Regions from separate parts of the Mus musculus genome. Here region 1 is linked to region 2. A link is a contact called in public Hi-C data. All regions are on one chromosome and are shown on one strand. Each heading gives the region's core, a stretch centred on a gene start, on an enhancer-like site or on the middle of the called end of the contact. The rest is flanking DNA. Distances are from core to core; before and after follow the strand shown. Region 1 overlaps Traf3 (TNF receptor-associated factor 3). Region 2 overlaps Tecpr2 (tectonin beta-propeller repeat containing 2).

The links. Hi-C and Micro-C count contacts between places; a contact is called where the count stands out from the background.
Region 1: a contact with region 2 is called in a Hi-C map of cerebral cortex, with 2.1 times the contacts expected there. The contact joins two enhancer-like sites. A contact is called at or near these places in 16 of 484 Hi-C or Micro-C datasets (the G1E-ER4 cell line, the HPC-7 cell line, bone marrow-derived macrophages and 13 more), 1 of 115 datasets of contacts at active chromatin or transcription factors (embryonic stem cells) and 1 of 9 other capture datasets (embryonic stem cells).

The regions. Positions count from the first base shown.
Region 1 is chr12:111,235,146-111,240,502 of GRCm38.p6, reverse strand. It overlaps Traf3 (TNF receptor-associated factor 3), which reads right to left. Exons shown (of 12, transcript NM_011632.3): 3 at 2,683-2,941; 4 at 1,423-1,474. The coding sequence starts at 2,924. Among named protein-coding and RNA genes, the nearest start is that of Amn, 33 kb to the left of the region's middle. Within about 2 kb of position 1,527, at least 57 of the 459 cell types and tissues checked have an H3K27ac peak or open chromatin away from gene starts, as enhancers often do. A contact at or near this core is called in cerebral cortex and neural progenitor cells, where this site is marked.
Region 2 is chr12:110,934,716-110,939,677 of GRCm38.p6, reverse strand. It overlaps Tecpr2 (tectonin beta-propeller repeat containing 2), which reads right to left. Exons shown (of 20, transcript NM_001289510.1): 10 at 3,219-3,402; 11 at 1,314-1,487. Among named protein-coding and RNA genes, the nearest start is that of Ankrd9, 42 kb to the left of the region's middle. Within about 2 kb of position 2,762, at least 56 of the 459 cell types and tissues checked have an H3K27ac peak or open chromatin away from gene starts, as enhancers often do. A contact at or near this core is called in cerebral cortex and neural progenitor cells, where this site is marked.

The DNA of each region.
Region 1 (5,357 bases), core at 278-2,777, 300 kb before region 2:
CTCTAAGTTTGCCAATGCTGACAGCCATGTGGGCACACAGCAGCTGATCTCATTCATTGCTTACACACTTCAAGACACTGGTAAGGGGGAGCAAGAACACATTTAAACAGCCTCCCACTGGCATGTCTGAGGTAAAAGCTAGTGTCTCCAAGTTGAGTATAAGCTGTATGAGACAGAAAACTACAAGATGGCAGCGATTCTGCCACAACAGGCACCTCAGCACTTCTCACAGCTCCGGACAGACTCCGAATAGGACTTCCCACGGCATGAACAGGTCAGACTGAGACTGTTAAGGCTAGAGGACAGTAGAGGCCAGTGCGCCTTGCAGGAGGCACAGCTGAAGCTGTGTTTGGCTCCTCCTCCACACCCAGTCTGCCCGGGTGCTCACACAGCACGTGCTGGGCCGTGGAGCCTGCTGCACCACTGACAAAACTGCAAGTCAGTGTTCTGGAACATGCTGCAATCCTAGGAGCTGAGGCGGAGGGCTGCCGTGAGCTTCAGGCCAGCCTGGGCAACATAGGAAACTCTAATCTCAAAAATCAAAACAAAGGGGGGAAAACCAAGGGACTTGCTACGTGTGGAGGCAGAGATCTCTGGGATTTCAAGGCCAGCCAGAGCTGCACAGTAAAACTCTATCTCAAGCAAACCAACCAACCCCGAGGGACTGGAGATGTATGTCAGTTAGTGGTGTGCTTACCTAGCACACCGAAGCCCTGAGAAAGACCCTCAGCACTGCGGAAACTAGATGTGGGAGCGCACACCTGCGATCCTGGGCCTTGGGAGACGGAGAAGGAAGGACCTCCGTTACTAAGTGAGTTCAAGGCTAGCCTGACCTAGACTCCCACCCTCACCTCCCCACGGAAGTAATAACTGTTTTTGAGAAAAGGTCTCAATTATATAGCCCTGGCCGTCCTGGATCTTGCTATGAGGACCAGGCTGGCCTCCAATTCCCAGAGATCCACCTGCCTCTGCCTCCTGAGTACTGGGATTAAAGGTGTACAACACCATACCCAGCTTAATTTTTAAAAGTAAAACAAAACTGAACTTCAATGCATTGTACAAAAGCTATGGGAAACCAAGGTGGCCCGGAGGGTAAAGCACTTTCCGTGCAAACCTGGCAACCTGCATTTGATCCCTAGACCCCACTTAAGGGAAGAAGGACAGAACTCCTCAAGGTTGTACTCTGATATCCATGTGAACACTACGCACGCATGCACCTCCTCCCAATGATAAATCAAGTAGAAAAATAAACTGATTTACACAGCATCAAACGTAAGCTATGTGAAATGTGTCAGCCATCTAAAAAGCCCAGAAGGGTGGTGCCCCTGCACTCAGAGGCTGGGCAAGAAGGTCCATTATGTTTGGGGATCCCTGAACTATAGAGCAAGCCTCTGTCTGAAGGAAGGAAATGGGTAAGCATACCTTGTCTTTGATGATGCTTTCTTGGCACGCTGTGCATTTTGGACTGGAGGAGCTGAAGGAAGCAGAGTAAGTATGTCAGAGCAGGAGTCAGCCCCTCCCCCAGGCTCACAGCACAGAATGCTTTCCTTTGTAGTCAGGCCTGCTCGAGCTTGCAGCAACAGGCAGGGCTCCAGGGCTGTTGAAAACTGAGTTTAAATAGTAATCCACAGGAGAAAAAGCACTGAACTTTAAAACATGCGACTACATTCAGTAGCTCAGTCCCATTGGGAAGACTTAATGACTATGAGTTAATGACCACGAGAGTGACATTTGGTGCCACAGTGGTTCTCGGAGGGGAGCCTCTGGAAGGTGCACCCACAAATACTGAAGTCCTTCTGATGCTCTGGTCTTGGGCTATCTACAAACTCACCTGCACAGGGGAGCTGCATCTATCCTCCAGGAAACCCCACTACAGGCCTCTCCTGAGCCCAGGTGGTTTCCAGGTCCTCTTCCATGCAAATTGGGTGCTGAACCTATTGTGTCATCAGCAATTTCAACCTGGGTCCTTTCACTCTCAGCAAAACCAAGTGGCCTGTGTGGGACACGTGAATGGATGTGCTGAGGGTGTGGGACGCACAGGAGCCTGGCTACTGGGCTCGGCCTCGGTCTCAGGCACCCAGGTGTGAGTGACCAGATGAGAAAAACTCTGTGGCCTTCTGAAGCTAATGTGTCCTGAGGGCACTGACGGCACAGTGTGTCTTGCAGTGGTCTGAGTGTCAAGCACAGTGCCTGGCAAATATAAAAAGCTGCACGATGATGCTCTTCCCAGCTGACTCAACTCTGTCCTCCAAATCCCAACTTGCCCTTGTGACTTTACCATAGCAATTACTAGACTCATGAGCTTCTAGAGTCTTGGTACCCCAGATCTCTGTGGATCCCCCAGGCAAGCATGCAGCCTTGCCACATGCTCTGTTCTGCATGTGACCCTGACCTTCCTCTCTCCTGGCCCAGGGCACTCTTCAATTTTAAGGACTTAGGATCATTTGACATGACCACCATAAAACATAAGCTTCTTGCACAGAGTACAGCAAGGCAGATGGGAGGCACAGAAGCTTTGTGGGCGGAGAGGCCTGGGCAAGTGGGATGTGAGGCAGGCAGGGCAAGGTATGGAGGTCTCAGGCACTCAAGCATGAGATGTGCCTGAGTTGCTCTAAAGGCCCCCCACGCTGGAGGTCTTGGAAGAAGCAGGTGAGTGGGGGTTGAGCCCTGGAGGGCACCCACCTCAGCAGGGCGGCCATGCAGCTCTCGCAGAACCGGTGGCCACACTCCGTCTGCTTCGGGTTGCACAGCACCAGGCGGCACTTCTCGCACTTGTACTTGTCTTCCACCGTCTTCACAAACTTCTCCTTGTAGCCTCCTTGCTCCGGCACGAGCACGGACCCTGCGCCGCGATCAGGCTGCAGCTTTAGGGGTGGGTTAGGCTGCAGTGTGCCAGCAGCATCCATCTTTTTGCTTGACTCCATCTTAGGAAACTGAAATTCTGCCCGGAAAAAGGTAATGAGAACTGTCAGTCAACCCCTGAACCCTTGAAAAGGCCCAACATACATGGCTGAGAGAAGCACCCGTGCCGAGGTCTGTACTTTTGGTGTTTAAATGGGGCACCAGGACCCTTCCCAGCCTTAGTCTGCCATGGAATAAGAAACATGACCAAGTGACCACCTTCTTTTTACTTTAACCAGATCCTACCGTTAACACTGCCATTCAGAATATTCCTGAAAAATGTACTTAGTAAATTGTGTTACAAGATTCTTTAAAATACACAGAATATTTTTCTTTCATTTTTTAAAATTTATTTATATGAGTACACTGTAGCTATCTTCAGATACACCAGAAGAGGGTATCAGATCCTATTACAGATGATTGTGAACTACCATGTGGTTGCTGGGAACTGAACTCAGGACCTTTGGAAGAGCAGGCAGTGCTCTTAACCACTGAGCCATCTCTCCAGCCCCAGAGTATTTTTCTGTGCCAGAACTTCATTGTAACAATTTGGCCAAAGCAGTATCTATTGTTTTTAAGATTTATTTTGTTTTTAATTGTGTGTGTGTGATCTACATGTGGAGACACACATTAATGCAGACACCCTTGGAAGCAAAAGGCAACATATCCTCTAGAGCTGGTGTCAAACTTGGGTCCTCTGCAAGAACTGTAGGCTCTTAACCACTGAGCCATCTCTTCAGCCCTAGCAGCAGGCATGTTTGGTCAGCTTTATCTTCTGTTTAGCTCACTGACCATACTCCCAGCATACTGTTATAGACCGACCATCTCTTGTCCTAGCAGTAGCACTTACAGCAGATGAGGTATAACCAGACCAGCAGTCATGTCTGCGTGTGCCCACAAGATGAAAGGCAATTGTTTTTGCCCTCAGTTTACCAAGCCTGGAGTGCTCTGAGTCAGCCCACATACAACAGAGCCATGGTATTGCCACATGGAGCCCGTGGGGAACACAGGCTTCGTAGGGCTGAGGGACAGGCAGGTATAAAGGTCAGGCCCGTCAGAGGGACACGGGACTGGATGGGTCTCCTGGGCAGGTTCACGTCTCACACCTGCTACCAGTTTCTCTGCCTTCCACCTGCAAGTCCCATAATGAGCAATGAGAGCACTCCCCAGACGAGACGTAAGGATCCCAGACCAGGCAGTTCCATCAGCTGAGTCTTGAGGGCAAGTAAGCAAAAATAAGCAACAACATAAAGCAGCTGACTAGGTTCCTAAGGAAAAACTGACTTTAAGGAAAATTATAGCTAGCATCAATAAATACCCATTAACCCTAAATAATTGCTGACAGCACAGATGGCGTGAGCTCAGATGGCGGCAGAAAGGCTGGTTTCTCTTTCCTTACTTTCTGGATATCCTACCATCAGTGTTAAGTTTTTAAAAAAGAAGATGTATGTATGTATGTATGTATGTATATATGAGTACACTCCAGACACACCACAAGAGGGCATCAGATCCCATTACAGATGGTTGTGAGCCACCATGTGGTTGCTGGGAATTGAACTCATGACCTCTGGAAGAGCAGTCAGTGCTCTTAACCGCTGAGCCTTCTCTCCAGCCCCCAGTGTTAAGTTTTAAAGCAAGGAATTTTGAATGATAGACAGTTGCGATCTCAGAAACATTTTTGCCGGATTGGCCACACTCCTCCCCTGTGAGAGACCTCTCTGGGTGGCTCTAGCACACGGGCACTGATATACTTTGTCTCAGCTCAGCTTGCACAGCCCCACCCATCCAGTTTCCGGTGCACCTCAGCAGGTCCGAGAAAGACACCTGTGGTGGCCTTAAAGATACAGAGTTTACTTTCCTGCCTTGACACTCCCAATCCTTTTCCTCCCCCATGCCATGGATCTGCTAACTAGAAAGGCTCTGTCAAAAGTTACCAGCTCTCTTCAAAAATACATTGTAGCCTTGCCCAATTTATTTTTCCTACTTAAAAAACTGTCTGGATGGCCTAGTCAGTCATCAATGGGAGGAGAGGCCCTTGGTCCTGTGCAGGCTCTATGCCCCAGTAGAGAAGACTACCAGGGTCAGGAAGCAGGATTGGGTGGGTTGGTGAGCAGGGGGAGAGGAGGAAGGGATAGGGGGCTTTTATGTAAATAAAATATCTAATAAAAAATGTCTGGGTTTGACTGGACAGGAATATAGTTCAGTTGGTAGAAAGTTGGCCTGGACTTGGTCCCTAGTATCAAATAAAATGGGTCATGGTGACACCTGTTCAAGGTCAGCCTCATAGACATAGTGAGTTTGGGACCCATGGAAAAAAAATCTCAAAAACAAACAAAAAACCATAAAAATAAAACCCTCCGAACCCAAATAGGCCAGATCCTGTCAGCTCACAGTATCTGGGGCACCCACCTCCAGGGTCCCCCATACTTCTCTCGCCAGTATAGGCCTCAGAGCTA
Region 2 (4,962 bases), core at 1,513-4,012:
TACTTTTGCTATCTGTGGTCTTTCATAATAGATACCTTTTCATGTACAACTGCTCAGGTAAAACCCCAGACTTATCATACTGCAAGGCTTATGCAGAGTCACAGCTCCAGGGAGCTCCCCTCACCTCTTTGTGGCCTGTCAGTAATGTGTGTCATGTTTCTAAATGACATCAAAGGCAACTACTGAGGGAGCAGGCTGGACAGATAATATGTAAATCCATGTTCTATTGCTTTGGCCAGCAAGTACGTCCTAGTAGTATAATCACAGGAGTACCAGCAGAGTTTGCAACTATGAGGACTTGCCCACAGGACTTCTGCAAATCGGTGCCAACCACTGATTCCAATTCAGTAGGACAGGAAGAGTAAGGATGATGTGGACACTGCTCTGACAGCATGGTTGGAGGTCACCTGCTCCTTCCTTACGTGTAGTATCCCCCCTTTCCTACCATGACCAAAGTCAAATGTCCTAGAAGCTAGATATGCATGTGTGTATCAGAGCATCCAACTTCCACTGAAATACACGAGAATTAACTAAGCTGAAGGCTAGAGCCCCACACATGTCCATGAAGTTGGCAGTGCTGATGACCAGGTGATGACCTCCACACTGAGACAGAGCCAGGTGGAGAACCATTCCCGGCTGATAGCTCACTCCAAAGATGAAGCCATGTTCTCAGAATCAGTATTAAATGACTAGATCAATATTCATGTAAATCCATATGGCCCCTTGACAGCACAGACAGAGCCCCCTGCTCCCAAGGCCATTTCCCCCTGACAGCACACAGTTCCCCCTGCTGACAGCACACAGACACTGACTCATTACAGTGTATTTTTAATAAACGAGTCCCACTGTGCCAGGTCTAGCAGCTAAAGGTTTCCCTAAGGGCAGTTTCCTAGGACAAGTCAATTGCTATTTACAGCAAGTTACTTCTTGTTGTTTCCCCCAATCCACATGTAAGTATGTGTCCAGGTGCTGGGCTGTGACCTAGCTGAGAAAAGAGGGAGATGTCTGTCAAGTCATGACTGCTCCTGCTTTCCTCTTCAGCCTGGATACTCCAGGGTATGCACAGGGTATGGGCAGCGGCAGGAACGGCCGGCTCTGCCCCATGAGGCATCCTACCCTGCACTCAGTCACCTATTCATCCCTGCCCAGACCAGTCTGTGTCAGGGGCAACTGCTCTTCCATGGGAAACAGTGCTTCTAGAAATGTTCTCACTTAACTTGGTTTTCGGTCTCTGCATCCTGTGACTGCTCTCAGAATGTGTCTAGCTGCAGATTCAGCAAGTGACAAGGACAATGTACATGGCCTTCGACTACCTGTCTGAAGGTACAGATCTCCGTTGGTCCTGATGATCCAGGCTGTGTCATCACTCAGGGCCACAAACACAGCCTGGGGCAGAGCCTCGTACCAGTGCCGCTTCCCCTTGATGGTGACTTTGCCACAAGCAAAAGCACGGTTAGATTTCTGTTCAATCTTCCAGAGAAGAGCCCCTAGGAGAAAAAAACTCTACTCACTGTTCAACAAACATGAGATTCCCCTACACAAACACTCCATTCTCAGCCCTGAGAGGGGCAGCTTTCTATAATACATCTTGTTGCTTCCACCTCAGGAAGAGCCCACCATGCCAGAGTTTAAACCCACCAGCTCTATGTTGTCAACATATGAATGTATCTAAGTCTCACTTTTCTCAACTGAAAGGTGGGTCATTTCCACCTTTTAGAACTGATCTAAAGGCTAGATGTAAGAGGGGATGCACCACATAGCACAGGGTGGGCACAAGGCAGTCACTCACTCATGTCGGGAGAGAGAGCTGACATTTCATTAGGTACGTGCCTACTGACACATAAGGCACAATTAGTGCCCAAAACTAACTTTGGGGACCTTGGGAAGGGCCTTTTTTGGATCACTTATGTGTATGTGAGTCATGTTTTCATTTAAAATTCTGAGGAATGGATAAAGGAAATGAGGAAGGTGGGCAGCAGGCCAGAGGCACTGTGAGTGGAGGCTAAGGCATTAGGCCAGGAGAGGATACCAAAGAATGAATGCACTGAGCTACCGGAGGCCTCCGAGAAGTCATGTACAAGCTTCTCCCCTAGCCCTGCCCTGCAACACCACAGGGCCCGAGGCATCCAAAGATGTGTGGGTCTCAGCTGAGAAAGATGATCTCACAGAGACAGACAGACAGACAGCTCCAACCACAGCAGCCAAGGAATAGTTGGAAAAATAAAAAGTAATTAATACAATCAGCAGAGAATCAACACTTCTAAATGGCTAGAAGGATGGGCTTAAAAGTATGTGACAGAAACAGGAAAAAAATGAAGATATACAATTATACAACACCAGCTAATGGAGTGGGCTATTATCTCACCCAGTCTCCAGGGGAAAATAAGTGTCAAGCAAACTGAAAGAAAGTGAGCAAACAACTAATAAACTAATACTTTAACAAGAATGCCCTTTCTTTTGTTTCTCCTCCACGATGCCCACTGCTTCAAAAGAGATAAGCACATATCTAGCATTAGGAAAATGCGAATGAAGTATAGTGGGGTTATGCCTATAAGCCCAGCTCTTGGGAGGCTGAGGCAGGAGGACCCAGTCTGAGGCCAGCCAGAACTCCACAGTGAATTCAAGGTCAGCTTGTGCTATACAGCCATGTCTAAAACCAAAACAAACAGAAATAAAGAAAACCACAAGTACACGAGTCTCCATAGATGAGGGAGTTATCTCAGCCTAACAGACTGTATTCAAAATAAGTCTCCTGGGTTCACTAAAATGCGAAACAATGCACAAAAGTGTGAGGCCTTTGCGACTGCAGTCAGGGAACATCCAGCACACACCTACAGGCCTGGCCTGGCCTCACTACTTCAGTTGTTTTAGAGCAACACTGACAAACCGAAATATGTTATTTTTATGAGGATTTAATGTTCCAACATGGGGAGAAAATAAAAAAAAAACCTCAAAACTCAAATTATTTGTATAGCTTACAAAAATATGTTCCTTGTGTTATTTCTGTAATTAATAAAATAAAAAACCAAAAAAATCAAGCAAGTATGCCGAACACCCATCACCCTAACCAGTGTCAAAGGAAGCATTCATGATCTTTAACAGTACCCAGCTAAGCTGGCAGGAAGGTCAATCTGTTGACACTGCTGTTGCCAAAGGAGAGCTGCCCTAGGAGCTGGGAGCTGTGTTGGGGGTTGGGAAGTAGGAGCTGGGAGGCAAACCTGAGGGAGAGACTGCCATCTGCTGGACAGCATCTTCAAACCTCTGCCAGCGCAGCCCTGCACCAGGCAGGGGACTGCAGAACAGGCCACCTTTGTAGTCCAGGCACCAGAGAAACTTTTCCGAGACCGCCAAGCTGAGGATGCCATAGCCAGGAGCCGAGTAGCCCATCCAGCTCTCTGCAAACTAACAAGGACAGAGGCCAGTGAGTTCTGTGCAGGGGACACGGCTGCCTTCATCACACTGTTACCAACAAGGCAAGTAGGCAGGATACTGACGTCAAAGGATCCTTGAGAAGCCTTGCCTAACCCCGCTCTCCTTGGATCCAGTCCCAGAAACATTCTGGAATAGGAGTTCTGGTCCTTGTGGAAGATCCCATAGCATCCTTGGATAACACTTTCACACAGCATAATACCCTTCCTAAGTAATGCTCGAAGGTGTAACCAACCACTCGTCAAAACAAGACATTGTCACCTTGCAAGTCCACACTCAAGAACCATACAACCCCTCCCACAAAAAAGTCTGCAACAGAAAGCATAACATTTAAAGTAAGTTCATGATTTGACAATTGGGCTATGTTTATAGCTATCCTGGTGCACATGCCCTGCACAGAATACAGGCCATGAATGCTTAGGACTACATGACATCACATCAAGAGACCTTACTTTATACAAGGTCATCAACACATGTATGTAAATCATCTTTCTGTACACTTAACTTATGACAGATACCCTATGGGAACAGCATCACAACTATCTACACTACAGTCTTTCAAGCCCTGTGCTAACCTCTGGACTCCTGGCCTGCTGTATGGGAACAGCTGGGGAAGTGTGGATGAGATTCTGTCTCAATTCTGCACACTAAAGCTTTGTTGCTATTCTTTTCATTTGTATTACTTGTCTAATGTAACCATGTGTATGCACACACACACACGAGTGTGCCTTATACATAGCACATGTGTGGCAGGCAGAAGACTTGTGAGAGCTGGTTCTGTCCTTCCACCATATGGATCCTAGAGACGGCACTCAGGTCCTCAAGCTTGGTGTCAGCCCTAACCCACTGACCTGTCATGCTGGTCCCATGGTGCTAGGATTTGTTTAAAAGTCAAAGCTAAAAAAGGTTTACTTTAGACACACTTGTACAAATACCTGATATGGAAGCTAGTGTTATGAAAGAGAATGGTTTCTACCTTTTCTCCACCTGGCTTTGTTCACCATAGCAAACTTTTCACTTAGCCCTTGTCCTATAAAACAAACAAACAACCCAACATTTCTCAGCTTTTCTGCTATTTGGAGCAAGACCAGGTACAGCAAAGCTTGGTAGATAACTTCAGAGCTCCAGGATCCTTTTCCATGGGCGAGGGCTTTCTTAAGCTAAAGTTCTAAGATATACCAACAGATGTGATCTGCCAACTAACACTCTATATCAGGTGACCACACTGCTGTGGTTTCCCATAGCTCTTCCCATAGTGACAGCTAGCTGCCACTTGCAGTGAGCTCCCAGCATGGACACATACACTGTCAGTTAAGAGCACTTAGGAAGCAGTGCACTGAAAAGATGAACACAGGATGCAGAACAAGCCGCCAAGTTCTGTACATTCACTTCTAAGATAGAACACAGAGACGGGGAAGTCCTGGGCTACCCTGACTTCACTTGTAGCGTGATCCGGTGCATGCACTACTTTACCATTCTGAGGCTCAACTTCCTCCTCCATACAACGGGGCAACTAAACCTGGGTCCTATTTT